Linked DNA regions of Mus musculus: all the other regions are linked to region 5. Evidence: chromatin contacts called from public HiChIP or PLAC-seq and promoter capture Hi-C data. All regions are on one chromosome and are shown on one strand. The core of a region is the stretch at or near the end of the contact, and the rest is flanking DNA. Distances in the headings are between cores, read along the strand shown. Region 1 overlaps Ccdc175 (coiled-coil domain containing 175). Region 2 holds the start of Jkamp (JNK1/MAPK8-associated membrane protein). Region 3 overlaps Daam1 (dishevelled associated activator of morphogenesis 1). Region 4 has its middle 29 kb from the start of Gm40440. Region 5 holds the start of 2700049A03Rik (RIKEN cDNA 2700049A03 gene). Region 6 overlaps Daam1 (dishevelled associated activator of morphogenesis 1). Region 7 overlaps Daam1 (dishevelled associated activator of morphogenesis 1).

Region 1 (2,700 bases), core at 160-2,659, 970 kb after region 5:
CCTGCATGTAACTGAATGCTCAAGGGAGTTGGAATTTTAACTGAACAGATAGTTCTTAAATGCAAATGGATAATCTGTGTGTTTAAAAACAGAACTGCCATATGACTCAGCTATCCCGTTCCATGTCCTAGCACAGAGATGGGCACACATCTGCACGTATCGCTGCTCTAGTCCCAAGAGCAAGGGAGGGACTCAGCCTCAACCTTTATCTGTGGATAGATGATGGATTGTGGGACATGGATACAGTTGAACCTTATTCTGCCATAAAGAGAAAAAGGAAGTGATAAGATTTGTAGGAAAATGAGTGAAAGTGGAAATAGTAGGTGGGGCCACTGGCTTGGGAAATCAAGTGTGACGAGACCTCTTCTGTGCAGATCCCAAGCTTTCAGCTTTTCTAAATGTGCATTCCATGTGGGAGAGGGGATGGAGAGGTGGCAGGAAACTAGAAAGGGGCCCGTAGAAGGCGGAGAGAGAGGCCGCACAGGAGGGAACTGGGAGAAAAACCACATGGGATGTGAAGGAGGAAATGATTGCACCCCATACGGACAGGGTGAGCAGTGGACAAGGCATGGGGGGGGGGGGCGGGTCACGGAGACGGGGAGAGAGGAGCACCTGAGTATTGAGGTTCAGCCAGAACTAGTTATGTGTGGAAACGGCACACAGGAACCTGTTACTGTGAATGGTGATTTAAAAATACAAATAAATATAAGAAAGTATATTTAAATTCATTTTCACTCTGACTTGAAATTAAGGAAGAAATTATGAAACAAAGTTCTTTTAAAAGTTGTCATCGCCTTGTGTGTGTGTGTATGTGCGTGTGTGTGAGTATGTGTGTGTGTATGAGAGTGTGAGTGTGTGTGTATGTGAGTATGTGTGTCCACGTACATGCATGGGGGGGCAGTGAGTATAGCACATGTGTCACAGTGCATACAGAGCTCAGAGGACAACTTGTAGGGTGTATATAGGTCTCAGGTATTGGGCACAGGTGTCTGTCAGGCTCCATGGCTAAGGACCTTTACCCACTGAGCCATCCCTTTGACCCAAAACACTTTTAATAATTTAAAAGTAATCAGTACTGCTACTGTTTGGTTTACGTATACGTGCATTTCTGCTTACAAGACAGAAAAGGTACAAAGTTAATTGACAGTTTTCAGGTGAGTTCTGGCAATCTAGCATTCTGATAACCTCATTCCTCTTTCCAGTTGTACTTGGGGCTCTTGGGCAGCTCCCATCTGCACCTGTCTCTGACAGCTCTGTGTGCTTTCTGCTCCTTTATCTCCAGGAGAAGAGGCCCATTAGGTCTAACCATCTCTTCTCTTGCCCAGGGATTCGCAGTACAGTAATGAAGCTAGCGTAATGGGTGTGAAAGGGCAGGAACTGAAAGATTGTACTGATATACTATGTCCAACAGAGAGCAGCAGAGAGCTGCAGAACTGGAAGCAGTCCAGGGCTTCTAGAGAATTGCAAGCAATTCACAAGTCAGAGACTCCTTGGCTGTAAGGTGGTGGAATAATAATAATAATTCAAGGGTCAAGTGGTACTCGCTTCTCTGGGACAGGGGGAGATTCCAGACACCCAATGAACAGTCAATATGGGTTTGATATTTTATAACCGCCGTTTGTTGTCTTTCTAACTCTACAATCAGGAAAAGTGAGAAAGGCGTGAACAGCAGGAGGACAATCCGGGCCTGGCTTCTGAGTCCACCCACATTCTGTCGCGTGCCCCGGGAGCTGAGAAGGGCAGAGAGCTATGGCAAGCCGGGGGTCTGCCTCCAGAGCTCAGCTCAGCTTCCGGCTCCTCAGAGGCCCCAACTCCTGACTCCTGCTACAGAGACTTTAGTGATGGCAGCGCCAAAACCACTATCTGGCCCTGGTCAGGGGAGGAGCCGCCAAACTCTGGACTGGACTGTGAATCCCATTTGAGCAGGGAGTGTCTCATTCCCTGTGGTATCTTAGAGCTTGATTCAGGACAGGAGGTTAGTAAGTGCTTGTTGATGGTAACATTTTATTGGCTCTAAATAGAATAGCTCACTTTGTCTTTGTTTAGTTTAAATGGTTTATTTTGGTTTTACTTTATGTGTGTGAGTGTTTGCCTGCATGTATGTATGTATGTGCACTACATGTTTTTGTTTTTCAACAGAGAATGTCTGTGAATCGGGTGTGGTGGCCTATATACCCAGCACTCAGGGAGTCTGGGCAGGAAGATTCTGAGTTCCCACCACACTAGACTCCACAGTAAGATTCCTATCTCAAAAACAAAGTCGCTAGTTTCTTTTTTGTAATCATGAGCAAAATTTAGTTCTCTTGAAAATCTTCTCAAGTGAAAGGAAGAAGTGATGAGCTGTTCGGACAAACTCGACCCAAAGTGAGAAGGGTGTTTGGTGGGAGGCCCAGCACCACAGAGCACTGCCCTTTTCCTTCCTCTGATGACCGGTTCCCGAGGACCCCCTTATTTTGATGTCACTAGCTACTAGAAGGCGGCTGAAGTGCTATCTTACCGAGCTTCTGGAGATCCTCTTTACTAAGGCTGGCCGGTGAGTCCTCTTCCATAAGACGACGCAGCCTTTCGAATCCCCCCACGAGCCAGGTGCTGATGGACTCAATTTTCTCATCCCTGTACTGCAGCTTCGCCACCAGAGACTTAATTTCTTGCATAGTGTCTTCTCCGGTGCCCACCAGTTCCTTAAAGGGACAGCATTTG
Region 2 (2,700 bases), core at 1-2,500, 950 kb after region 5:
CAGAGCAGTGGTTAGATTCGCGGATTGTCTCAACCGGGTCTAGTGAGTCTCACCCTTTACCTGAGGCCAGGACAAAGGCTGGGACGCTGTGGAAGCGCACAGGGCCGCAACTGCGGCCACCTTCACACTCTACGAAGGCGGTCACCAGACCACACGGGCAGTGGATGTTGACCTGAGCCTCCCGGGCGCCTTTTGGGGGAGCGGGCACCAGTCCAAAGTCGAGCGCGAAGCGGCCCAGCGCTAGCACCGCGTGACCGCACATGGAGCTGTAGCCTTCGTTGTGCAAGAACAGGACGCCTAGGTGTGCGTCTGGCAGCTCACTGGGCACCAGGATGGCCCCGTACATGTCCCGGTGGCCGCGGGGCTCGAACACGAGCCGCCGCCGGATGTAGTCGAGGTGTTGACGCATGTAGCGACGCTTGGCCAGCAACGTGGGCCCTGCCACCTCCGGACACCCGGCGTGCACGATGCGCAGAGGCTCGCCGCCTGTGTGCATGTCCACCACCGACAGTGCTGGCGTCCTCGGGTCGTTTGGGGGCAGCCGGGTCACTGCCAGCGCCGCCTCCATTGTCTGCGTCCAGGGACTGCCGCACAGCGCGGTGGTGCTCTCTCCAAGCAGGGAGAAAGCGCCAAACCCAACGGGAGAACGCGCAGAACCGGTGGCAATCTCAGGGCCAAGCCGGCGAGCAGAGATCACCCAGCGACCAGCGTCCGGAATCTTAGACTGGGCGCGCCCGAGCTAGCAGGATTCAGAGTTAGACTCCCAACAGGGGCGAGCCTGGGCGACAGGACAGGGAGCGTGGGCAGGGATTAGAAAACTAGACCCCCCAAATGGGGGCGTGGCTCCAGAGGTTTGAACACACGGAGGGGGCGGGGCTTCGGAACTTGCTCCAGCAGCGGGGCGGGGCTCGGAGGCTGGACTGCTCGGCGGGGGCGGGGCCTCGGAGACTAGACACGCGGCAGGGGCAGGGCCTAGAAAAGGAGCCAATAAAATAGGGGCGGGGCTCCAGAGACTACTCTGCGGAGGCGGTGCCTAGAAAACTAGCCCGCACGATGGGGGCGGTCCTCGGAGACCTCAATGCAGGGTAGGAGCGAGGCCTCGGCGACTTGAATGCACGGGGTGGGCGGAGCTACGAGCTTCGTCTAGGAAACGGGGGCGGGACCTCAGGGCCCCTTCAAAGAGACACTGGAGGCGGTGGAGACCAGTTCAAGTTGGAGGCAGGGCGGGGACGAGACCTGAGTCTGGACCCGGAAAAGGTGGAGCCTCTGAGCTCAAACCCGGAAGCGAGAGAGAGAGAGAGAGAGAGAGAGAGAGAGAGAGAGAGAGAGAGAGAGGCTTCCAAGCCTAGATTAGGAAACTAGGTTTCTGGGAATCCTAGGCCTGGAAGTCCGCCGCGTGCACCCCCGACACCCCTAGCGGGGGAAGCGGTGGTGGGGCGGGACTCGGAGCCGAATGTAGCAGGGGCGGGGTTCCAGCGTGCTTGCCAGGCTAGCGGGAGGCGGAGCGGCTGAGAGCGCTGTGGCCCGGATGTTCGGGCGCTGCGTTCGGACCCGCTGATCCCCGGCTTCTCAGGGGAACCTAGTGTGGCCAATGGGTAAGTGGTCGATTAGGCTGCGGGCGTGTCTCTGTCCTTTTTTCCTATTGCTTTTCCTCGCATTGTCTTGGGCTCGCCATCGGGCCGACAGCTCTGCTGCAGCGAGCAGCCTGGCCCTTGGCTGCGCTGAGCCCAGGCACTGACTTCTCCCGGGGTTGGGATGGTCTGCTCCAGAATGGCTGGAGAAGAGCGCTTGTGCAGAATTAAAGGCTGAGTCTTTGTTGTGCTCTTCCTGTGTCCCTTCCTTCAGTCCCTTTGTTCTTGTCCAGGAAAGCATTCCTGGTGGTTGACTTCAGAATTAGAAGCAGAGTTAGAACAGGACAAGGAAGCAGAACCTAATTGCCACGAGACTTGCTTTTTCAACCTCAAATGTAATAGTTGTTTTTCAAGACAGGGTTTGTCCTTGTAGCCTTAGTCGACCTGGAACTTGCTCTGTAGACCAGGCTAACCTCGAACGCAGAGTTCCACCTGCCTCCGCCTCCATAGTGCTGGGTTGAAAGGCGTGCACTATTACACTGGACATCAAATGTAAATACATTAAGCCCTTCACAAAGGGTCTTAGACTGCTGCAGAAAAAAACAAGGACAACATTTTAGCTATAGCTCACCAATGGCTATGAAAGGTTGTACAGATTCTTCTCGTTAGGTAAATGAGCTTTGGTTTGTTGGCCTTGGTTTTGAGATCTTTTAGACGCAAAGCCCATGGAGAAGGGACTTCCTTCTCATTACAGTTCAGTTGTGTTTAAAAAAGGTGTTAAGGATTGGCTGGAGAGATGGCTCAGTGATTAAGAGCACTTGCTGCTTTTCGTGGGGTTTGATCCCCAGAACCTCCACAGCGGCTCAGGACCCTTAGTAACTGCAGTTCAGTGGCTCCTATATCCCTTTCTGACTTTCTCCTCTTTTGGCCTCTGCGGGAACTTGGCTGGTACATGGTGCACAGACATAAATGCAGGCAAAACACAAATACACATGAAAACACAATACTATAATAATAAAAGTTTGTTTTTAAGATTATAAAATAAAGAAGAATTTTTTTAAAAAAAAGATGTCAGATACTTGGTAAAGTGAAAATATCAAACATGAGACATTTCAGACTTTTTTCTGTT
Region 3 (2,700 bases), core at 67-2,566, 770 kb after region 5:
GATCTCTGTACCTCATTGTAGGTTTGGGTAAGCTTTCCAGTGTAATTTTTTTTTTCTTGTACTTACTTTGTTTTAAAGTTTGTTATTTGACAGTTTCATAGATGGAAATATAGCATTATAATTATTCCCTCACCTTTCATTTTAAAATGTGCTCTAGTAGTGGCTAGAAAGATCTGTTGGTCTGAATACAGAACTTGCTGAGAGTTTATCCTGATGCCGTGAGACTCATCTCGGTGGCACCCCCTGTCCTCAGCACATGCATGACCCTAACCCACCATGAGCAGGGCTCGTTTCGATTCTAGATTATCTGCGAATGTGCCCACTACACTCAAAACCCTCCCCACTAACCTCCCAGGCCAGAGCGCCTCTGCGTCCAACACCGTCTCTTGATTCTTGCACTGGGAGCTCAGTGGCCAGCTCTGTCTTCAGCTATGCTTTTTCTGGCTCATGGATGAAGAGTTGGAATTTTCTTTGTTGAAAAAAATATCCCTCCTTTTAGAAGCTGCATATTTTTCTCTTATCCAGTTTTAAATGGATTCATTTAAAACACTCTACAGCTGCCAGCTTCTTACTTCTGCACATTGCAAAATCCAAGAACAAAGTTCAACACAGCGACTGGAAGCCAACGAAATAAACATAGGGGTTGTTTTCTGGAAAGATGGGCAACTACCAAATTTAGAAGGAGCCAGAAAGCCCTTTTCCGTCCTCTCGCCAGTTAACTTGAGAGTATCCTTTAGTGACTAACGCTTCATGTCAAACCTGGGTTGCAGATGCAGCTGTGCACTTTCAGAGAGCAGAATGGTGCAGGCATTCCTAGCATCTGTGGGTCCTAACTATTGCAGCTCCAGGGCCTGGAAGTAGTGCCTACTCCAGAAAGGGTGCACAGTGCGTGCTTGTTGCCTGGATGCTGTGTGAGTGGATCCTAGTGGTTAAAGCTTAGCTTGTAAACTGTGTGTGTGTGTGTATGTGTATGTGAGAGTGTACACCCATGACTGCTGAGTACTCCAGCAGCTGGGTTTGTTTTGTGACTATTTCTTGGAGTAGTGATGATACATTTGGACTGATGTTTGTGTCCCCTCCCCACCTGCTATCATCTTTTCTATTCATCTTTCTCATTTGGATGTTACTATGGCAACATCAGAGTGCCCTGTAGGAAGGGGACCAGATTAAAAGAACAAAGGTGAGGAGGTTTAAGAAATCATTTTACTCTTAAATCTGTCTACCAAGGGCTAGGGAGATAGCTCAGTGAGGACCCGAGTTCAGCTGTCCGGCACCAGCATAAGAGCTCAGTGCAGCAGTGTGGCTTGTAATGCCAGCATTGGAGTAGGGGAGGGGCAGGCTGGTGGACTCCAGATTGGTTGGCTGGCCCATCTGCCTGGATCAGTAAGCTTCAGGTTCAATGAGATGAACACCTGTAAGCACTTGAGCACATTTCCACACGACCCCCCCCCCCAACGCGCGCGCGCGCGCACGCACGCACACACACACACACACACACACTCCATACAGAGAACAAAGTTTCTCCAGTATATATTACTTAGTGAAGTAAGTATGTAGCTATGCTGTGGGAAGAGCCTCTGCTGGATTGTCTTTTCACCCAATTAATGCTGAAATGTGTCAGATGAGCTGCCAAACAAGTCTCTTGAGTGTGTGGGAGGGGCCTGGGCTCCAAGAGCAGAACTGGCCTGAGCAGGAGGGACCTGCAGGGAGCTCTGGCTCCAGCCTCCCACAGGCCTCTGGGGTGTCTTACAGTCTGTCACTATGGCTGGAGTCAGTCTCTCCATTCAGTCAGGAAAGCAGGACTTAGAAATCCTCCATATGAAATACTTGCTCAACTGAAGTTTCACTAGAGTATAGTTCTGAAAATGGGCATTTGGGGAAATGATTTAGCTACTTATAGAACAGTTATTTGGTTTAGACGACTGGCAGGCAGCTGCTGATTCAGATTAATTAAAAGTTAAGTCACCCCAGTGGATTTCTAGTCACACAACAAAAGCTGAAGAACTCTAGGTGTAGCCGTAGAGTTTGTCTAGCAAACAGCATATAGTTTGTATTGTCTGCTCCTAAGAGGAAAGAAAGGAAATAAAGTCATTAAAGCATTAGTAGTAAGATGCTAAACGTTCTGTTCGTCAGTTTTTGTTTGTGGGGTTTCTCTCTTGTTTGTCTGTAGCACATGAAAACATGTCTCTCAGTCATAGAACATTACCTAGGAGATAATGAATCAGCCTGTGGTATTCTGTGTAGTGACTTAGGGTGTTGACAGAAGTGCTATGGGCTGAAGCCCTCAGAATCTGTCTGTGAACATACCCAGTCCTTTCTGAGTAGAAAGCTTTCTGTTGTAGACCTACTCTTTTCTGGCCTTCCTGACTGGTGAGGAGCAGGAGTACGCCTCCAAACTGTCAAAAATCATATCAAACTGTCATACTTCTAACTACCACCCTAAGAATAAAACATGTTTTCAGGGTCATTTGTGATTAAGTTTTAAGAGGTATTAGCAACCCATGACTCTTGGGTGTGACAGTCACAGGTCTTGGTGGGGCTGGATGTCTGTAAGTTTAATAAGTTATTGCAGTTTAATAGTGTATAATTTCATACATTCACTTTCTGCCAGAGGATCACACCTTGGTATCCACATTCCTTGTCTGGTCTTTCCTAGTTATCATGTACCTCTGACATGTGTTCTGGTTCCATACTGGAAGT
Region 4 (2,700 bases), core at 53-2,552, 870 kb after region 5:
CAACTTGCTGAAGTCAGCTCTCTCCTTCTACCATATAGGTTCCAGGGATCAAACTCAGGTTGTTTGAAAAGCATGGCAGTAAATACCGTTAGGTACTGAGCCACCCCACCCAGCTATACATGGTCTTTGTTAAATTTTAACTCCAGGTAGAAAGGAAACATTTTTCAGGCTGTTTCATGTGCAACATTTACCACATTCTTAAAATTTTACACGCCATCTACTCAAAATTCTAATTTAACTGGGGGGGGTTGTGTTTTATTTGCTAAATCTGGCCATTTGCATTTATAAAACTGAAATGCCTAAGGTAATTGCCATCATGTCCTGATGTTATTTTGCCCATCTGGTCACATGCCAAGGACCAGCCTAGGCTCGAGAAGGATTCTGAGAGAAGGGATGTCTGAGAGTGGCAAAAAGAAGGACTTGAAGTCACATTGTGGGTCCAAGCTGATGACCTGTGTTCTGCTTGTTATTCTAAGAGATCTCTCTGTCTATGCCCTGCTTGCTTGCTTGTGTGTGTGTGTGTGTGTGTGCGCGCGTGTGTGTGTGTGTGTGTGTGTGAGAGAGAGAGAGAGAGAGAGAGAGAGAGAGAGAGAGAGAGAGAGTCAGTCCATTTTCTAAACAGTTCTTTCTTTTTTTCCTAAGAAAATCTCTGGATAGCTCATCTCAGCTCCTAAGACCAGTCTCTTATTTTACATATCAATCCAGTCATTTGCTTCAGGTTGCCTTTTGATTATCGTTGAATCAGTTACTGCTGGCCACAGTCTTTTGATTCTTTCGAGACTGTAATCAGACTCTCTCTCTCTCTCTCTCTCTCTCTCTCTCTCTCTCTCTCTATATATATATATATATATATATATATATATATATATATATATACTGTAACTGTCTTCAGACACTCCAGAAGAGGGCATCAGATTTTGTTACGGATGGTTGTGAGCCACCATGTGGTTGCTGGGATTTGAACTCAGGACCTTTGGAAGAGCTGTCGGGTGCTCTTACCCACTGAGCCATCTCACCAGCCCGACATTTTTTTCTTAACATTGCAAAAGAATTCTGAGATCTGTCTGCCTTTGTTAAGCACAGACAATAAACTAGTTGGGTAGGACCATAGTATAGCAGCCTCTGTTCCTTTAGATTCATGAAGACCATAATATTTCATATCGCATCCTTCTATTTTGCACAGTTGAGAAGTTTTATATATATATTGATCTCATGTATCTAGAGCTCTTTCCCATAGCCTTAAGGGCTGTCCTGAAGGTCCTAGTGTTTACCTAGTGTTTTGCTGAGACATTAGCCACACCCTTGACTCCTGGACTCCTGCTGGTTCTAATTGTCATGGAGTCTTTAAAGTTAACAGGGAGGGCATTCCTTTGAGGAATGTGAAATATGTACATTATTACAGAAACAAGCCTTATGCCCACAACAGCCATTAACAGTTGTGGGGGCTCAAACCAGGGCCCTGTCCTAGGTACAGGAACTATGTCACTCTGTCCCCAACGGGGCCACACCGGGCTGGGCAGCTCTTCTCAGGCCTTTCACTCCCAACAGCCATATTCACCTTGGTGACATTTCTAGAACTGTCCATGACCTTGGCCATGGTCTAGACATTCTATAGGGTCTGGAAGATTCTGCTTGGCCTTGCAAGAAAGCAGACGTTACTAGGCAACTCTCTCTAATATACCTTCCTGCCCGCATGTGCACTGATGTAGTTAGAGCTGTGTGCTTGAAAACACTGTACCCTGAACGTGGGCTCCAAAAGACTCTCTTGGTCTGGCCATTAAATAAAGGAGTCAAAACTTTTAATTGGCGTAATTGACATGGTTGTCAGTAGCTATGTCATTTGGATCATTTCAAAATAACAATATATAAGATGACCCTGGGTTAAAATATCTCCAGTACCCAAAGAATGTGGTCAGAACTTACTCCTGTGAAGGGTGCGTTTGTCCGTGCCTGTTTCTTAAAAAGAGAACTGGATAAGAGAGAACTAACAGTTTACCTCAAAAACTAGAAAACGGGGTGGAGAGATGGCTCCGTGTTTAAGAATTCTTGGTGCTCTCTCACGGGTCTCAGATTTGGTTTCTAGCACCCTCTCATGGTGTATCACAGCTGTAACTCCAGAGGATCTGATGCCATCTTCTGAACTCAGAGGGCATTGGACACACATGTAGTGTGCATACGCACACATCAGCAAAACATACATATAACATAAAAGAATAAATCTAAACAAAATCAATTTAATTAGAAAGCAACAAAATCAAAAGAAGGAGAACAAACAGGACTTTTTTACAATGAGGTGAATTTGAAGGAGGAACCCTTGCCAGCTCCATGGTGGGCCTTTAGTTAAGGTCCTTTGTCCCTTGGACAGGGTGCAGTCTAGCAAACCTGCTAGTCTAGTCTCTACACTAGAGGCTTGCCCAGTGTCTTCTGTTAGTGTCTTTTTCTTTTCATATATTATTGAGCATCTTTATCATAATGTGCCAGGCCAGTTCAGTTTTGTCTAAAGCCCTTTATATCCCCTCATGTGTGTGTGTATGTGTATGTGTGTATGTGTGTATGTGTGCATGCGTGCATGTGTGTATGTGTATTGTGTATGTACATGTATTGTGTGTGTACATGTGTGTATATGTGTGTGTGCATGCGCATGTGTGTATGCATGTACATGTGTATAAATGTAGATGCGTGTGTGTGCATGTGTATGTG
Region 5 (2,700 bases), core at 147-2,646:
TTTATTTTATTATCTTATTATTTTTCACATGATCCTTTAGATTATTTGCAGGTTTAGTTAGGTTGTGGGATGAACAGACAAGGTTGTTTTTTTTTTTTTTTTTTTGTCTTTCTCTCTTTCTTTCTCTCTCTCTCTATCTCTTTCGACAGGGTTTCTCTATGTAGCCCCAGCTGTCTTGGAGCTCTTTGTAGCTAGGCCTAAAGGCTGCCACTACACCCAGCATTACAGGCAACTCTTAATTAACTCAGTGTTAATCATAGCTAAAAGCACTTGAAAATGAATTCCTATTGTTTCCCGATTCAAAGTCTAGCCTCAAGGAAGATGAGAACCACGCTACTTGGGGGGTGGAGTCCCAGGTCTGACATTCGTTACAAATTATTTACTCAGGTCACTTTACTGATTGCTGTTGCAGTTGCTCAGCGTTTTGAAATTAGAGGGGAAAGGTCATTTTTTTTCATATCTAACTTTTATATAGAAATTACAGAAGTTAATTCATCCCTAAGGTCTCTTGCAGCTCTGACATTGCCATTCGGTCTTTTAATACACTTATACAACAAATCATGAACCAACAGATAAATCTACAACAAGAGAAAATGTAATAGGTAGAAAAATGATTAATCTATTATACTTTAAAAAAATACATTTTAAAAGCTTCTAGCAAGGCGTAATGGGAAAGCTCTAAGCAGTGCGTTCTCCAATATGAGACCTGGGAAGGGTGCGAGCCCTTGTACCTAATGACATAAGGCATAGTGTGCAGACAGGGTAAGAGCCGAGGAAGTCTAGATTTTCAGTAAAGGGGCTCCTGTCTGACAGCTCAAGGTCATCGAGTGGCTGGCTACCTTGTAATCTCAAAGCGTGCCCCCAAGCGATCCAGTCCCGGGTGGGCGGTGTCTCGGGGCCTAGGGTCCCCACCCTCGGGGTGACAAGGCCTCCGGGACACGGCTGGCCTCCCGCTGCGCCGCGCTGCCGGTTGCGCAGCCCCACGACCCGCGTGCACGCGGCGTCTCCCTCCGGGGTACCTGCCCGCTCCCTTTCCCGAGTGAAGGCTGTCACCCCACTGGCCGCGAACCCGGGATTATGAAAGCAGAGGAAAGGGACCATACTTAGCCACAGGATCTCGCCTCTGACACCGGGACCGGGCTGAAGAGCTGCGGGGCAGGTAGCGTGTGAGCTCGGAGGGTCAGTACAGAGCGAGCGCCGCGCCGCGGAAAGCTGAGAACACGTGGGGGCAGTGATGTCAAGCATGGCTTCAGACCCTTAGACGCAGATTCGTTACCACGTGGGAAAATGTAGGAAGAAAAGCAAGTGCCCAAGCAAATTCTAAAAATCATCTAAGAATTAACTTTTGTGATTATCTGTTCGTCAGTGCTCTCTGTACTTTTCACTTCCTTTTCCACGGCAACGGAATCTGTCGAAATTTCTAGAAAGCCTAATATGCTTAACCTACTAGGTTTCTAACGGTCTGCAGTTCCTACAGTGTAAATAACCCTTGATAAACAAAAGTGTTTATGGGCTAATCGAGAATTCGCCATTCCTCTAGGAATACTTAGTACTGTGTCCAAACATAAAGGCGATATTCTGCCTTTAAAAAAAAAAAGTCACATCTCCTGGCAGTCTTTTATGTTGGGAGTTTGTTTCCACCCGGACACGAATGGAAGAGCACCAGAGCACTCCCGTTCCGGTCGGGGGGGGGGGGGTTGGATCTTTGCGCGCATGCGTGCTGACGCTCAAGGGCGGGTTTTCGGGGAAGACGGTATTGACCCGCGAACAACCGAAGCTGTTATTCTATCAAAATCAAGACGGCGTGTGTGCCGGACTCTGTGGAGACTCTGAAGACTAAGTTGAGGTGTCCGAAATTGCGTCCTGACTCGTAGAAAGAAATCTACTAAGCTCTTATGAGGGTGGTGTTTTAAAAAACACGATTTTAACGTTGCCTGCTCGTCTGGGTCTCCTTAACAAATCCTAACCCCGCCTCCACGTCTGTTGGGGTTTTCAGCTGCAGCTCTGGGTTTGGAGGAGTGCGTTTTTATTACGGTTCCCGTGGCTTCTCTTTTGCTCTTGGCATAATTCCTTTGAAATTTATTTCTTCGATGCATTAACAGACTCAGTGGGATCAAGACTTTTTGTTTTGTTTTGTTTTTTGTTTTTGTCGTATTTAGCCCTGGATTAAATGTCAAAATCGAAATTTACAGCTTTATGGATATTTTGCCTATAGACTTTCTAAGTTAATGACTGCTTCATAATTATTTTTGGAACTCAGGTGTTTTTCAAATTCACTTCCACCATTACTTCTTTTCCTGGTACTCAAGGAGAAACTGCGTCCTTAAGTTTTGAGAAGCTAGAATTCCCTCTGTTAAGAACGGCGGGACTTGATTTGTGACTAACCAGATGAAAAACGTTGAGTTTAGCCTGGAAAGGGGGCAAAGGCTTAAAATGCCAGCGAGGAAACTGCGAGAGATTGTTTCTCCAAACCAAGGGAATAAATTGGCTGTGGTGGAAGATGAGCTGCCCCGTGTTCCTCCAGCCCTGGCTGCAAATAAACGTCTTGCTGTTGAAACGAGGACTAGTTCTAATGGAACGTTATGTGGTATGTGATTCCAAATGTTTCAGTTTCCCACCCAGTTTACGTTTTCTCTCTCTCTCTCTCTCTCTCTCTCTCTCTCTCTCCCTCTCTCTCTCTCTCTCTCTTCCGAGACAGGG
Region 6 (2,700 bases), core at 192-2,691, 840 kb after region 5:
TCTTCCTTCCACTCCCTCGTACTTGGGACAGTCTAAGTTTAGGTGATCAGGTTTAAGGTCTGTGCTTACCAGAGCCAGGTCCCCAGAAGATCAGTCGTGGGTAGCAGCAACCATGACTAAAGGCTGAACACGGCCACTGTGTGCTGAGTCAGCTCTGAAAGTATGGAAAGGGTTATCTCGTGTCCTGAGTGGCAAGGCCACCTTCTCATAGATTGCCCCTCTGTCTTTGTTTGATGGTGACAACAGACCCAGAGCAAGATAGACCTGCAGCTGGACTTGTCCTGGGTGAAAACCTCACAATTCCAGTAGAACAACTTATCAAGCTGCCATTTAAACATTCGATTTAATTTTCAAAATGTTAATGATGTTTTTCTTCGAGTCTGCCATGGCTCTCTGTGGATGCACGGTTTCAAGTGTTCTCCCGTGCAGGGCTGTGTCCCGATCCCCGTTCTTCTTTCCCTCGCTGTACAGCTTGCTTCCCCAGCTTCAAGGTGGCCCCGCCTTCCAGTCACTACTAGAAGTGATGAACTGTGTGCAGAGCTGCCTCTGTCTACAAGGTCATATACTTAAAATTCTACAGGGTCTGTTTACTGTGAAACTGCATCCAGCAAAATTCCTCCTTGAGGGGAAGGATCGCAAAGCCCTGCCAAAAGGGCTTGCAGTGCAAATAAGACACACTCCAAATAAACAAGGGAGAAAATCTGTCCACTGATGCAGCATCTGGCCAAGGACATTTTTGACCTGGTCTCTCCTGATAATTCTGTGAGCTTCTTGCTCTCTGCTCAGCTCCCACGCTCTCTTTCCCCTTTCCTTCCTCACTGTAATGTCCCTCTGCCTGGTGTTCTTCCACATACCTCTTTTCAGGACACGTATCTGCCCCAGCATCCCCTGACCCCTGTGTGGAGCCCACATGAGGGCCACGTGCAGTCCATGCTGTCTGTTGCTGGTGACGGCAGGGCTAAGGGTGTGGCTGAAGTCAGTGAGCCGCTCTTCCCCAGAGCCCACCTTTTCTGTTCCTAGGTGCTTTCCTAGCTACATCCCTCTGGAAAGCCATCCGAATGCAGCAGGACGCAGCAGGTTACTTGCCTCTGCTTTCAGGGGGTGGGGTGGTGGTGTGGCTCACATGCCTCTTCCTATGCTCTTGGAAGTCACAGAAGACACACAGTGGTGGTATTTTCCTGATCACAGACCAGCTATAGTCCTGGCAAACCGAGGAAAGATGTCTGATATTAGAAGGGGGTTTCCTACCTTAGAAGATAAAACTTCAAAGTAAAGTGGAGAGGAACACCCTTCATCTTGCTCTCTTCTCCTTGCCTTACAACATTCCCTATGTAAGAAGCATGAAACTACATGTCCGGTTCAGTGTCACCATTTGGATCTGGGAACAGAAGTGTCTAGCAGTCAGCACACCCGGCCAGCAGGCCATGCACCACTCCTTGGCACTTGCTCTCATTGCGCCTCCTTTCCACCCCCTGGGGCAAGGGAGCTGGCTTTGCTAATGCCCTGGTGAAGCCATTCCTTTTGTCGGGAGCCCATCTGGGCTGGCTGCTCCGCCCCTCAGCCTCAGTCTGGCCCTCTCAGCTCTCAGCTGGCCAAGTGTCAGTCTTCGGTGGGTGCACACACACGGTGTCCCTGCCTTCTCTGCTCCTGGCACAGTCGGAGTTTGTGGAAGCCAGTCCTTATCCTCCTCCTGCTCACTCATCAGCCCACTGTCATCTGTCGTCTTCGCCTCCTTAAAGCTGGGACTGCTGAGGGCATTCACAGCCTCCCTGTTGCCCAAGCCAGAAGACTCTTGGTGGGTCTTCTCTTTTTTGGTGTCTTGTTGATGTCTGACATCAATGACCACTTACTCCATAGTGAAGAGTTCTCACCTTGGCCCTGTGATGCTACACAGGCTTCTCCAACTTAACCTCTAGTGCCACCTTTATGGGCTCCTCCTCCTCCCATCCCCGTCCCCATCCCCATCCCTGAGTGCTGGTTTTCTCCAGCCTTGAACATATTCACTGAGCACCACCTCCCAGTGATGCCTTCTCTGTAGTTCCAGTTCTCTCTCTCTCTCTCTCTCTCTCTCTCTCTCTCTCTCTCTCTCTCTCTCTCTCTCTCCCTCTCTCTCCCTCTCTCTCCCTCTCTCCCTCTCTCTCTCTCTCTCTCTCTCTGGTGGCTCCCAACCAGCTGCCTTTTAAAAATTCCAACAAACATCTGAAAATCTATCAGAGGAGGAACTCAAGTTATGGGGAAGGTCTCATTTCAATTTGGAGGAGGGAAAAAGCATGGGATCTAGAAAATAGCAGGCATACCCAGCCCTCTACAAACACAAATGCACACAAATGTGTGCACTCAGGATGGCAGCCAGACACATAGGAAGTAGCTTTGTCAACTTTCAGTATCATTTCTTCATTTCTCATTCTCACCCTCCAAAATAAGATATGCAGAAAAGGTAAACTCTTCCCAGTGTTTCTCTCACTGAACTCTACATGGAGCGATAAGGAAGATGGGATTAGAGAAGCAGAAGAGGTAAGCAAGGAGAATGAAAAGCACAAGTGTAATTATCCATTCCACCGTTATGCAATACAAAAATGGATAGAAGTCTGGGAGCCAGAGAGACCAAGGTTCTGTTCCTGACAGTTAGGCACACTCGCTCGGCAATGCAGGCTGAGGTACTGAGTCTCTGGAAGGAACTCAGTTTTATGCCCTTCTAAC
Region 7 (2,700 bases), core at 149-2,648, 750 kb after region 5:
ATCTTTATCTGGTAAACTCTGAAGTTTTAGAACATAGTCATCGAAAGAGAATACATATAATATGCAATCTGTTCAACTTCTCTCTGAGAATTTGCCAGAACTGTTTCCAGTAGTAAGAAGTTAATGGTGTCTCCTTCTCAGCCATCGTCATATGCAGGTGTGTTCTATGTGGCCGGCACCACTGCTTTGTCTGCTCGTGTGAACTGATCTTAAACCTGAAGTTCCTTCGGCGTGCTTGCTGTGGGCTGTTATCAAGGCAGCCATAGATGTGGAGTTTGTGAAGAGTGACTTCAGGAGGCCCTCTCGTCAACCATGTACCAGAGCATGGAAGGAACAAACATGTACTGGTGTCTTGCAACACACGTGTCCTTCCCCCTTGATGAATGGTCTTACTCCGGGCTCTTCTTGAAAGCTCTAGGGTGACTCAGGACTCTACATCTTTTTGCTTGTTAAGGAGTAAGGCTTGTCTTCTTAAATAACTGACGGTTTGGTGTAACACAGCTGGCCAGGAATTCTTAGCTTGTGTTTTTGTAGCCTCCACTTTTCAAGGTGTCTGTCTGCACAGGCTTCAAGTGAGTCTTTCAGAGACAGTGAAGACAGGGACCCAGTGGGAGAACTTTGGCCTTCACCTTCAATTGGCTTATCAGCAGGTCTGCTGCCCAATGAGTGCCTCACCTCCATGGTGAGGAGAGAGCTCCTGGGACACTTCTGGTTTGGCTTCTCTCCCAGATGATTGAGCTGTCCTGGCTCCCAGACGCTGGTTTCTGTCATGTGAGCAACACAGACATCCTTACCAAGAACACTGTTCTGTAGGCTTTAGGGATTTATACTGTGAACCTGAGGTTAACACATTGAGTCATACGATTAGACCTGCCAGTTTTTTCAGGGTGAAAATCTAGTGGTGTCCTTGTCTGCTCTCCCCATGAAAGGTGGTGAGGGAGGGGGGCAGGCAGGGTTTCTGGCAGGATCTGAGGCAGGAACTTGGAAACACAGTTAAGAGTACATGTACTTGCTGGTTGAGTCCTGGTCTGGTCTGAGGGTGTTTGTAGAGTGCACTTGGACCCTCCTCCCTCATTTAGTAAAAAGCTAAGGGAGGAAGGGCATAGGTTTGCATTTTTGATGTACGCTCCTGTGCCTGCCTGGATGACCAGTGGACCCTAAGTACTATTTTTTAGGGGGTCCTTGGCTATTTTGGCTTTTAGGAATTTGTTTTCCCTGGTGTCTGGGTGGGGCCAGAGTGGGATGCCCTCCTCTTTTTCCTCTTGCATCAGAGAAGCCACTGGGATTAGTGAGCAGATTGCTGAGTGAATTTCCCAGAGCCACTCCAAGACATGCCCCATTAGAACATTGTTTTGGGACCAAGTGTGTGGGAAGGGCTGGGCCGTCTCTTCACTGGATGGCCTGAGAAACGCCCTTTCCGTTTCCTGGTGGAAAGGATGTTGAAATCTGTAGGTTTTCAGATGCTTCTGCAACCTTTGGCTGTATCTCATGACTCTTTGGCATTTGGCATCTGGTGTCCTTGGGAAATGAAACCAGACAAGCGGAATGTGAGAGGAGAGGGGTGGCCAGAGAAAGAAGCAAAGCTCTTTCCCTTTCACATTTCCTTGATAAGAGGTCTTGAGTTGTATTGCTGCAGCACAAACTGCACTGGACGCCCTGAAAAGTAAACTGATGTTGGAGGAGGTTCTGAAAGCAATTGGTACGGCAGCTGGAGTTGGTACGGCAGCTGGAGTTGGTACGGCAGCTGGGATGGAGACAGAGTCCCACCCTTCTCCGTAAGGTTCTTATGCATACAGATTTTGCCCTTGGCCCTCTGTGCAAGTGACCTAAACTCACTTTGTCTCAGAAATGTCGGAGATCATCCATTGTACAGAAATGCCTGTGTTTGGTGTTGAGATTTTTAGCTGGAGAATTTACTGTGAAACAGACTGTCCTGGTGAGAATAACAGAGCTAGAGAAGGACCAAGGCTCCCTACCAAACTTGTGAGTACATGCAGAAACTCTGTTGGCTCTTAGGTTAGTGGGTGGCTGGCAGGAGCTTCATGCCTCTCGCTCCTTTCCTGGCCCCAGCCTGTGTAGGCTCTAGTTTCCTTTGAATCAACTCTCGGTGTGGAAAAACCTTGGGAAGATAGCCAGTGAGTGATCCGCTCCCTTGGGATGGACAGACATCTTTAAAATGTGTGGCGGAGGCCCCCAATGAACCAATTAAAACAGTGTGTAAATCAGTGCAAACTGTTTGTCATCAGAACTGCCACGTTTTCCCCTAACATGGGGTACTCATTGTGTCTTGCTTTGTGGAAAGCAAATGTTACACATCTCCTGTGTTGTCACTGGCACTGTCAAAGGAAAAGTGCTAGGAAAGGTGTTCTTAAAGACTTGAAGCTTCTTGCCAATTAAAAAAACAAAAAGGCCTTAATCATCTTCCTCTCCATTCCCTAAAACTGGCTTTACTTTCTGGATATTGCTGTACTCAGAGGTCTTGTTTGTTTGGGTAAAGTACAAATGACTGACTTTGAGCTAGACCACAGATGGACAGCATTGCTCACCCTTTGCTCAGCAAAGTGCACCTGCTGCAGAACCTTTAGCTTTAATTGCTTCCTTGTGCTCAGCATAGCCGTAGTCATCTGTAATACTGTAGATGGATTGCATCGGGATGTCCCAGAGGTGACTTCTTCCTCTGCCCTAGTGCCAGAAGCTGAG

The links. Promoter capture Hi-C pulls out the DNA fragments that hold promoters and counts their contacts. HiChIP or PLAC-seq counts read pairs in DNA pulled down with a chosen protein or histone mark.
Region 1: a promoter capture Hi-C map of hippocampal neurons shows a contact between it and region 5, with 2.4 times the contacts expected there. The contact joins the enhancer-like site here to the promoter of 2700049A03Rik in region 5. A contact is called at or near these places in 2 of 39 promoter capture datasets (hippocampal neurons and liver), 2 of 115 datasets of contacts at active chromatin or transcription factors (bone marrow-derived macrophages and stem cell-derived neural progenitor cells) and 2 of 9 other capture datasets (adipose tissue and embryonic stem cells).
Region 2: an H3K4me3 HiChIP or PLAC-seq map of stem cell-derived neural progenitor cells shows a contact between it and region 5, with 6 times the contacts expected there. The contact joins the promoter of Jkamp here to the promoter of 2700049A03Rik in region 5. A contact is called at or near these places in 17 of 39 promoter capture datasets (the 3T3-L1 cell line, 3T3-L1-derived adipocytes, cranial neural crest and 11 more), 5 of 484 Hi-C or Micro-C datasets (B cells, CD4 T cells, LSK cells and 2 more), 12 of 115 datasets of contacts at active chromatin or transcription factors (SST interneurons, astrocytes, bone marrow-derived macrophages and 8 more) and 4 of 9 other capture datasets (adipose tissue, embryonic stem cells, liver and 1 more).
Region 3: a contact with region 5 is called in a promoter capture Hi-C map of liver, with 2.5 times the contacts expected there. The contact joins the enhancer-like site here to the promoter of 2700049A03Rik in region 5. A contact is called at or near these places in 5 of 39 promoter capture datasets (the 3T3-L1 cell line, 3T3-L1-derived adipocytes, the HPC-7 cell line and 2 more), 1 of 484 Hi-C or Micro-C datasets (brain), 2 of 115 datasets of contacts at active chromatin or transcription factors (embryonic hindbrain and extraembryonic endoderm stem cells) and 2 of 9 other capture datasets (adipose tissue and embryonic stem cells).
Region 4: a promoter capture Hi-C map of embryonic stem cells shows a contact between it and region 5, with 2.4 times the contacts expected there. The contact joins the enhancer-like site here to the promoter of 2700049A03Rik in region 5. A contact is called at or near these places in 3 of 39 promoter capture datasets (embryonic stem cells, hippocampal neurons and stem cell-derived epiblast-like cells), 3 of 115 datasets of contacts at active chromatin or transcription factors (craniofacial prominence, embryonic forebrain and stem cell-derived neural progenitor cells) and 1 of 9 other capture datasets (embryonic stem cells).
Region 6: a promoter capture Hi-C map of hippocampal neurons shows a contact between it and region 5, with 2.5 times the contacts expected there. The contact joins the enhancer-like site here to the promoter of 2700049A03Rik in region 5. A contact is called at or near these places in 3 of 39 promoter capture datasets (hippocampal neurons, liver and maxillary cranial neural crest), 2 of 115 datasets of contacts at active chromatin or transcription factors (cardiomyocytes and stem cell-derived neural progenitor cells) and 1 of 9 other capture datasets (embryonic stem cells).
Region 7: a contact with region 5 is called in a promoter capture Hi-C map of liver, with 2.4 times the contacts expected there. The contact joins the enhancer-like site here to the promoter of 2700049A03Rik in region 5. A contact is called at or near these places in 4 of 39 promoter capture datasets (the 3T3-L1 cell line, embryonic stem cells, hippocampal neurons and 1 more), 1 of 484 Hi-C or Micro-C datasets (brain), 1 of 115 datasets of contacts at active chromatin or transcription factors (stem cell-derived neural progenitor cells) and 2 of 9 other capture datasets (adipose tissue and macrophages).

The regions. Positions count from the first base shown.
Region 1 is chr12:72,103,307-72,106,006 of GRCm38.p6, forward strand. It overlaps Ccdc175 (coiled-coil domain containing 175), which reads right to left. Exons shown (of 21, transcript NM_028687.1): 19 at 2,498-2,681. Among named protein-coding and RNA genes, the nearest start is that of Jkamp, 19 kb to the left of the region's middle. Within about 2 kb of position 1,410, at least 20 of the 459 cell types and tissues checked have an H3K27ac peak or open chromatin away from gene starts, as enhancers often do. A contact at or near this core is called in hippocampal neurons, where this site is marked.
Region 2 is chr12:72,084,589-72,087,288 of GRCm38.p6, forward strand. Jkamp (JNK1/MAPK8-associated membrane protein) reads left to right here and starts at 1,251. Exons shown (of 7, transcript NM_024205.2): 1 at 1,251-1,595. The coding sequence starts at 1,592. It overlaps L3hypdh (L-3-hydroxyproline dehydratase (trans-)), which reads right to left and starts at 725. Exons shown (of 5, transcript NM_026038.2): 1 at 61-725. The coding sequence starts at 568.
Region 3 is chr12:71,905,460-71,908,159 of GRCm38.p6, forward strand. All of the region lies in intron 2 of Daam1 (dishevelled associated activator of morphogenesis 1), which reads left to right. Among named protein-coding and RNA genes, the nearest start is that of Daam1, 76 kb to the left of the region's middle. Within about 2 kb of position 1,317, at least 65 of the 459 cell types and tissues checked have an H3K27ac peak or open chromatin away from gene starts, as enhancers often do. A contact at or near this core is called in 3T3-L1-derived adipocytes, adipose tissue, brain and 1 more, where this site is marked.
Region 4 is chr12:72,010,264-72,012,963 of GRCm38.p6, forward strand. No RefSeq gene overlaps it. Among named protein-coding and RNA genes, the nearest start is that of Gm40440, 29 kb to the right of the region's middle. Within about 2 kb of position 1,303, at least 5 of the 459 cell types and tissues checked have an H3K27ac peak or open chromatin away from gene starts, as enhancers often do. A contact at or near this core is called in embryonic stem cells, where this site is marked.
Region 5 is chr12:71,135,452-71,138,151 of GRCm38.p6, forward strand. It overlaps 2700049A03Rik (RIKEN cDNA 2700049A03 gene), which reads left to right and starts at 1,397. Exons shown (of 30, transcript NM_001163378.1): 1 at 1,397-2,587. The coding sequence starts at 2,389. It overlaps Timm9 (translocase of inner mitochondrial membrane 9), which reads right to left and starts at 1,224. Exons shown (of 5, transcript NM_001286203.2): 1 at 1,104-1,224.
Region 6 is chr12:71,972,205-71,974,904 of GRCm38.p6, forward strand. The region is part of intron 18 of Daam1 (dishevelled associated activator of morphogenesis 1); the gene reads left to right. Among named protein-coding and RNA genes, the nearest start is that of Gm40440, 67 kb to the right of the region's middle. Within about 2 kb of position 1,442, at least 31 of the 459 cell types and tissues checked have an H3K27ac peak or open chromatin away from gene starts, as enhancers often do. A contact at or near this core is called in hippocampal neurons, where this site is marked.
Region 7 is chr12:71,884,528-71,887,227 of GRCm38.p6, forward strand. The region is part of intron 1 of Daam1 (dishevelled associated activator of morphogenesis 1); the gene reads left to right. Among named protein-coding and RNA genes, the nearest start is that of Daam1, 55 kb to the left of the region's middle. Within about 2 kb of position 1,399, at least 88 of the 459 cell types and tissues checked have an H3K27ac peak or open chromatin away from gene starts, as enhancers often do. A contact at or near this core is called in adipose tissue and liver, where this site is marked.